Linked DNA regions of Triticum aestivum: region 1 is linked to region 2. The links are chromatin contacts, called in public Hi-C maps. All regions are on one chromosome and are shown on one strand. The core of a region is the stretch at or near the end of the contact, and the rest is flanking DNA. Distances in the headings are between cores, read along the strand shown. Region 1 holds the start of LOC123143665 (alpha-1,3-arabinosyltransferase XAT2). Region 2 has its middle 88 kb from the start of LOC123143662.

The links. A called contact is a pair of places that touch in the nucleus more often than the background predicts.
Region 1: a contact with region 2 is called in a Hi-C map of leaf, with 5 times the contacts expected there. The contact joins the promoter of LOC123143665 here to the enhancer-like site in region 2. A contact is called at or near these places in 2 of 5 Hi-C or Micro-C datasets (both in leaf).

What each region holds. Positions count from the first base shown.
Region 1 is chr6D:78,143,002-78,147,255 of IWGSC CS RefSeq v2.1, reverse strand. LOC123143665 (alpha-1,3-arabinosyltransferase XAT2) reads right to left here and starts at 1,660. Exons shown (of 3, transcript XM_044562617.1): 1 at 1,239-1,660; 2 at 1,036-1,128; 3 at 1-906. The coding sequence starts at 1,365.
Region 2 is chr6D:77,980,913-77,985,183 of IWGSC CS RefSeq v2.1, reverse strand. No RefSeq gene overlaps it. Among protein-coding and RNA genes, the nearest start is that of LOC123143662, 88 kb to the right of the region's middle. Within about 2 kb of position 1,648, at least 4 of the 8 cell types and tissues checked have an H3K27ac peak or open chromatin away from gene starts, as enhancers often do. A contact at or near this core is called in leaf, where this site is marked.

The DNA of each region.
Region 1 (4,254 bases), core at 411-2,910, 160 kb before region 2:
AGGTGGACATGTCGGTGTGCTGGTCGGGCTCCGCGATGCGCACGTCGAAGCCCATGGCGGCGGCGGCGGCCGCCATCTCCCGCTCGTTGAGGAACCGGCGCGAGTTCTTGCGGGAGATGATGAGGAGGCGCGGCTTGCCGGCGCCCGTGGCGCCGCCGCGGGAGGCCGCCGCGCGCTCCAGCCCGAAGGCGTCGCGGAGGGTGCGCTTGAAGTCGACGATGGAGACGCCGCCGGCGGCCTTGGACGGGACGATGCCCATGTCCTTGTGGAAGTCGGAGCCGACGACGATGCGGGGCACGCAGTGCACCTCCAGGTCGTTGTTCACGTCCACCACCTCGTACCTGCTGAGCTGCCGGAACAGCGGCCGGAACTTGGCCACCCACCAGGGCTTGAGGTCGCTGAGCAGGAACTGCACCTCGCCGTTGAACCTGCGCGTGCTGAGGAAGAGCGGCACCAGCACGTCCGTGTAGTCGTGGTAGAGGTTGCCGGAGAAGCCGCGGTTGGAAAACACAAACCCGGGGACGGAGTGGTTCTTGGTGCAGGCCGGCGGCGGCGCGTCGGACGGGAAGGGTTTGAGGACGAACTCCCGGACGTGGGTCATGGCGACGGGGTCGTGGTACCGCGCGTACGGCTTGGTCCGCCACTCCCTGTCCAGCGAGTCGATGTAGATGGTGGAGACGTTGCCCACCACCCGGATGTCCCCCGCCGCCTCGCACCGCTCCGAGCGCTTGCTCGTCATGAAGCAGGTCGGCTTCTTCTTCTTGTGCCTCCCCTTATCCTTATCCTTTTTTCCTGTGCCGGCGCCGGAGACGGAGACGGCTGTCTTCTCCGCCCTCTCCGCGGTGACCTTGGGCACCGGGGCGGCGCTGTCGTCCTCCACATCCTCCTCCACATCTTCCTCCGAACCTGACCAATCAACAAAGAAGAAAAAGGAAGTCTTGAGCAGCATGCTCTACATACATTTCGTCCCCAAATCAGCAATCGGCCGATTCTAGGTAGCTCCGCCGAATCGGTCAATCGATCCAGGCAGCTCACCTCCGACCGTGGTGGCGGCGGGCGCCGGCTCGTCGTCGGTCTCCATCCGGATGCTGGAGTTCATCTGCTCCTTGAGCTGGTCGTCCGGCTTCCCTGCGGCCATGCCAAGAAACATCCAAGCTCTCATCCATCCATCCATCCACCCAGCTAGCTCAGACACAAAGAGAAGAGAAGGGGAAAGAGGAAAAAGATAGTGGACATACCGAAGGGCGTGGAGCAGTATCTGGCCTTGACGATGCTGAGGACGCAGAGGGAGAGGAGCATGGCGGCGATGATGACGCCGTTGCTGACCCGCCGCGGCTCCTGCCGGCTCCGCAGCGCCGCCTTCATCTCCGACGCGGACCCCAGCGCGCCCTCCACCTACGAACCCCTCCTCCTCCCCCGGCTAGATCTGGAGGAGCAGCAAGAAGCGGCCGCTCCCTTGCTTGCTTGCTGGGCTTTGCTTGCTGCCTGCCTGCCTCCCCCCAAGGAGGAAGACTCTTCTCGAGACAGAGAGAGAGAGAGGGAGATGCTTTGAAACTTTCTCGTGTGGCGAGTGCCCTGCTGGATCTGGATGGACCTCAGCTGCTCTGCTCGCCGAGTGCGGATGATTAAACGAGGTGGTAATAAAGAATCGGAATGCTCTGCGGCAACTCATAAGTGAGGGATTATTGCAGCAAAATCCAGGATTGTTAGCAGCCTGGCCCCCGGGATTAGCCGTCATCGTGCGGAGAGACTGGAACGCACGACGTGCGTGCGTCGTGCTGGGCCGGCCCTAAGCCACGCAGGGTGGGCATGCATGGTCCGGCCCACACCCACACGCACACTGTTTGTTGCTAAGTTGCCTCTCTCCCCTATCATTATTGTTTTTTCCGTTTTCGGCCACAGGAAAAGATGCATGTATGCCCGGACCGGCCGACCGAGAGCGTGAATGTGGCGTGTACTTACCAGCGTCACGGGTCCTCCCACAGACCGACGTGCCAACACGCGTGAATTTGTGTATACGAATATAAATAAATAAATAAATGGAACTCCTGTTGAAAGTGTGAAATTACCGAATGGCAGAAGGTGGTGAAAGATTTCCTTTCGAAGCTGCGAATTAAATTCTTTGCGCAAACCCCTCCGTTTTGGTTTCTCACAATTAATTTCTGCTCATCTTATTTTGGTTCTCGGTATGAAAATCAACCAACGCATGAAGGTACTGTACTGCATTTGAAGACATGGCCCAACACTTGATTACATCGGTTTCTACCGTAAACCTTTGTCGTCTCGCCGGAGCGGTGAGGTCATGGCTTCTCATCATGCCCGACGACGAGCTCTGGTGTTGGGTGCTTCGGATCTGAATGAATGGCGGGGAGGGGGTTTCAGCGACGACGGATGCCGCGAGAAGTAGAAACAAAATGATGCAGTACGTGTCTGCATGTCCCTGGCCCAGAAGTTGATTACCCAACAAATCGGCAAAAATATTTTAGTACCTATAAGGTAACCAATGTAACATTTGAAGCACGGCCTACATATCAAACCACACTAAAACCCGAGAACATTTAAAATGGCAGTTTTCTCTTTCACACGACGACGTCATAGTTACAAGGCTAAATGGTTTGCAGCCAACATAACAAATTTGACTACCCGGTAGATTGGCAACACTTTTAGACAACCAAGGCAAAAGGTTAGCCCATCAAATCAATAGAGTTTGACCTGGCCTACGTATAAAACGACATCTTAATGCTTGAGAAGTCATTTGTGCGCAGAACGAGCCAACGTCTCTCGACTTCGCAATCGCATGATGGTGATGCAAGAAACGGGATCCCGGCCATGGGGATAGCATCTAAATTCCAGGTTGGTAATGATTCTCAAAATCCCACAACAACTTGATGAGAAAGCGAGATGCGAAAAACGGTTGCGGGGTTGTAGACAGGACGTTCTTTCCGTCTTTAGGGCTCCTTTGATTCAAATGTATTCTATAAGATTTTTGGAGCGTTAGAATCCTTAGATAATTTTCCTACGTTGTTCATTTGATTTATAAGATTGAATCTTACATGAATTTTATTCTAAACAATTATGTGTACTACATTTCATAGGAATAGCATCCGCTCCAACATAGTTTTACAATTTTTTTGTTTTTCCTGCGGCATCAAATGTTGCACACGCTATTCAAGTTGGCATCCCGCTACAATTTTCCATTTCATCCGAATCAAAGAGGGCCTTGGATTTTTATTTTCTTTCAGTTTTGGCAGTCAGCCCAAAATAAAAATAACTTGGTTGTTTCATTAAACGACGAAGATGACATTTATTGAGAAACATAATAATCTTACTTTTTTTTGGCTTGGGTTAATCAGCTACTCCTTTGTCCTAGTCCTAGGCCGTTGATCGTTTCCTGGCCGTCGCCAGCCGGGCCCCGCAGCGGGAGATTAGGTAATGCTAATCTCGTGATTTCTACCAATCAGCTGGCACCCTGCTACCGGTACATGTAGATGTGATAACTTGCTTGGCTGGTTTGGTAACCAGCCAGGACCGGCGGCCGGGTCGCGTTGGTGACGCGGTACCGGCGGCGTACTTCCGTGTCTCTTTCTGTTAGGACAAACGCTAATGTCCATGCGTAGCAAATAAATGGGAAATAATTAGGGGCTGGGATGGTTTACGGCATCTGCAACGGCAACCCGACATGGATGTGGGAGGCAGCCATCCAACGCTAGCTGCATACATTTTCACAACAACTCAAATCAGGCGGACGAAAATCATGCAAACAAGTGTGGATTTCATATAAACACGCCTGGTTTTATATAAACATGCCGGATTTCATGTAAACATGACGGATTTCATTACAAATACATGAAAGCGGTCCTAGACGGGCTAATCTACATGATCGCCGGCTTCCGGTCCCTGTCTCCGGCCATGAACCAAGAGAACGAAAGCTTCGCCTTTTTCAGCTCCGCCTCCGGAGCCCCGGGAACTGAAGCGGTCCGCCTCCACGTCGCCATCAAGCGACTAATCGGCCGAAGATGTTGAAACCCACCAAGCTTGACGTCGACGGGAGGGGAGGACCAGAGGAGCAGTGGCCTTCCTGGGACACGAGCGGCGGCGACCTACCGTGCACTACTCTTCCTCGCTGCAGGCGGCGCCCGCAGACGTGCCAGCTTCTTCGACAACAATGGTGGTCATGGTCTTCTTCTGCTCTGGCGTCAGCCCGTCCCAAAGAGCTTTGGCGGTGGAGGGATCCATGGCGGGGAGTGGTGTGGA
Region 2 (4,271 bases), core at 399-2,898:
AGGGGAGAACTTTCAATTTATTCATCAAACATCATGCCAATACTACCTTGCAGCTCAATATAAGGCATTATTTTACAATGAGAGAGTATAATTCACAAAAACAACTCTAGTCACCAGGGGACGACAAAAGCACGAATTTTTTTTTGTTCTTCTCCCTGGTCTAATCAACTGTTCCTAGGCCGTTGATTCTTTCGTCGCCGTCGCCGGCCGGGTCCCGCAGCGGGAGATTAGGTTGTGCTAATCTCGTGATTTCTGCCAGTCAGCTAGCAGCCTGCCACCGGTACATGTATTGCTTGTTTGGTTTGGTGAGCAGCCAGGACCGGCGGCCGGGTCGCACACGTTTTTTTTCCTTTTCGCCTTGGTGACGGCGTACTTCCGTGTCTCTTCCTGTTAGGACAAACGCTAATGTCCAGAAATAAGTGGAAAATAATTGGGAGCTCGGGTGGTTTAACACCCTAACATGTGGCTGGATATATGGGGCACGCGAAAGGGAGCTGATGATCGGGGACCCGGCATCCCGTGATCTTGTTTGGCGCCTTGCTCCCAATCATTTTCAGATTCAAAGCGGCTTGCTTCGACTTACCCTAGCTCCCGGTTAATTTCTTTACAGTACAAACAGATACTCGAAAGACATTTTTGTACACTGAAATCCTTAGGGATTTTTGTAATACTGCAGAGAATGTGACATTTTTTGGTTGCCTCCGCAGTCCTTTCAGCAGGGCGATCAAGTCATCCCTGATGGAAAACATGTGCTAGTAATCAATACATATATCTTGCAGGATACAAGGCATGAACAGCATTACTTCGTAATCATATGTACTGTACATTCCATCTCTTGTTCAGAATTAACCAGCGTGTCTTGGTTAGGAAGATTTAAACGGTCGCAGGCAGGCACGCACGGGCGTTGCTTCCGAGTCACACTCACTTCTGCCCGTACATACATAGTTTTTGCAGCGGTTGGACTGTCGACATACGTACGGAGATACGTACACAGGCGGTTCCAAACCTCTGCTAGTACTATTTCGCCGAGACGGCCGCGCCAAACAGCGACCTGCACTGCGAACGACAGTGCAGCGGATGTGCTATACGTACATGAAGCATGCTTGTGCCTGCCTGCGACTAAACGAACTGCTTCGCCGTTAGTCAAACCGACCACCTGCGACGAAACCAGCCAAGCCGTTCACTTCCCGGCCACGGAAGTGTATGTGGTACTCTCCGTAGACCCTGTTTGGATACTCTTCTAATCCTAAATTAACCTTAAACTAACTCTAATTAAAGAGGTGCTTGGATAGCAGGGTTAGATGGAGCGCGGATACGGCGAGGCGCCTTCACGGACGGTGTGAGAGGAAGAGAGGGAGAGGACGAGAAGCTTCTAGAAAGTGGAGAGGGAGGGAGAGGACGAGTACCTTTCTCAAAAGAAAAATAGTGTGTATTATAACATCTGTTTCCTGTGTTTTTCTACGGCAAGGTGGATCCAAACGCCACGTGCCCCTGCAACATTTTTCTAGGGAACGCGCCCCTCCAACGCAACTTGCGTTGCATAGATGCATGTTGTCCCATCTGGCCATCTCGATCGTGTCTGTCCCGCACACGTGTACGTCGGTAGGTAACACGTGCCCATCCATCCAACCGCCTTACTACTACGCTCGTAACGAAATGTCTGAGGCGCCTTCGACCACATACGGGCTGGCAACTACAGTGTATATGCTGTATATGTACATACACGGCTGATATACAGAAAAAAGGGAAGGAAGGAAGTGCAGGTGGGTGCCGTGGCGTCACCGTCGGTGTCCATCGCGTCTCCGCGGACGGGTCCCTCTCCGCCCGTGGGCAACCGACAATCACGCGGTAGCATTTAAGTTTTATGGGAGTGACACCATTTTTTTAGGAACACGTGTCATTTTCAGACCAAATTTTTGAGAGGCCATATTCTTGGATTGCAGGGTTTAAATGTAATTTGGCCGAGTTTTCTTCCGAAATGGCTTAAATTTTAGCTATACATAGAAACAACGGCGAAAAAACACACCCACAATTGAGAACGTAATTTAGGTCTTTTTGGTTCATCTCATCTGTTTGTTGAAAAGTCTATAATACCCTTAAGATATGATCGTGTCCACCCCGCAAAAAAAAAGATATGATCATGCCTTGATTGGTTAATTACACGTTTGTTTTCTAGTAATCTACTCCTACTTGTTGATTCGTGCAAGAATACGAACACCGTAAATCTACCTGTTACCCGAGCAAAATGTGATTGCCATCTTTTTTTTTTGAAACAGGGCAAAAGATTTGCCTCATATATTAATTAAGAGGGGAATAGAGTTTTGCAAGTGTCCATCAACACCGCATGATAATTACTCGCGTATTATGATTTCCCCTAGTTTCTTTGCACCCGCGGCGACCCATAGTTTCGCTTCCTTGAGGATGATGTCGAGGGCGATTGAGGGCGGTGCACTTTTATGTTGAAAGACCCTGGCATTCCTTTCGTTCCAAATTGCCCAAGAGACAAGCATGATGAGAGATGCCATGGCCTTGCGTGATGGAATATCCATGCCGGCTCTTCTATCCCACCACTCTTCAACGGATCCCGGCAAGCGCCATGTAGATATATCAACATGTTCAAGGCCAAGTTTTGCAACCAGCATGCTCCAGAGTCTGATGGTGTAACGACATTTGAAGAAGAGATGTGGCCCGGTCTCGGGCTCTCGTTTGCAAAGCGGGCATAAGCCACAATTTTCCCATCCATGCTTTGCAAGTCTTTCAGCAGTCCAAATTCTGTCCTGAAGGGCCAACCAAGTAAAGAACTTGACCTTTGGTGGTGCCCAATCCTTCCATATCATGCGGTCCAAGGGGGATATGACCAGACCCAAGAATTGGGCTCTATAGGCTGAGGCCGCGGAGTAAACCCCATCATTTTTATGTTTCCACACAATCACATCATCTGCAAGCTCATCAAGATGGAAATCATGCACGAGCATCCAAAGCGTGAAGAATTCTCGGATGTGGTGGACGGTGACAATATCTGGGGGCTTTATCTTGAGGATCCATGCATTGTTCTTTAAGGCTTCCCTCACCTTCCATGTTTCCCTCGTCGAGGCCTCGTAAATAAGGGGAGCGATGTCTTTTGGTTTACAGCCAAGCAGCCAAGGGGAGTTCCAAAAAGGCGATCTCGCTCCGTTCCCCACATTGATGGTGGTGGAGGCGTAGAAGAACTCAAGGTCCTTCTCTGTTGGAGATCGTAGCAGAATTTTAAAATTTTCCTACGCTCACCAAGATCCATCTATGGAGTATACTAGCAACGAGGGGAAAGGAGTGCATCTACATACCCTTGTAGATCGCGAGCGGAAGCGTTCCAATGAACGTTGTTGACGGAGTCGTACTCGCCGTGATTCAAATCACCGATGACCGAGTGCCGAACGGACGGCACCTCCGCGTTCAACACACGTACGGTGCAGCGACGTCTCCTCCGTCTTGATCCAGCAAGGGGGAAGGAGAGGTTGATGGAGATCCAGCAGCACGACGGCGTGGTGGTGGATGTAGCGGGTCTCGGCAGGGCTTCGCCGAGTTTCTGCGAGAGGGAGAGGTGTAGCAGGGGAGGAGGGAGGCACCCAAGGCTGTAATACTACTGCCCTCCCTCCCCCCTTTATATAGGCCCCCTGGGAGGGGCGGGCACCGGCCAGAACCAATCTGGATGGGGGGGCGGCGGCCAGGGGGGTAACTTACCCCCCAAGTCAAGTGGGGCGCCCCCACCCTAGGGTTTCCAACCCTAGGCGCAGGGGGGAGGCCCATGGGGGGCGCCCCAGCCCACTATGGGCTGGTTCCCTTCCCACTTCAGCCCATGGGGCCCTCCGGGACAGGTGGCCCCACCCGGTGGACCCCCCGGGACCCTTCCGGTGGTCCCGGTACAATACCGATAACCCCCGAAACTTTCCCGGTGGCCGAAACTGGACTTCCTGTATATAATTCTTCACCTCCGGACCATTCCGGAACTCCTCGTGACGTCCGGGATCTCATCCGGGACCCCGAACAACTTTCGGGTTTCCGCATACTCATATCTCTACAACCCTAGCGTCACCGAACCTTAAGTGTGTAGACCCTACGGGTTCGGGAGACATGCAGACATGACCGAGACGCCTCTCCGGTCAATAACCAACAGCGGGATCTGGATACCCATGTTGGCTCCCACATGTTCCACGATGATCTCATCAGATGAACCACGATGTCGAGGATTCAGTCAATCCCGTATACAATTCCCTTTGTCAATCGGTATGTTA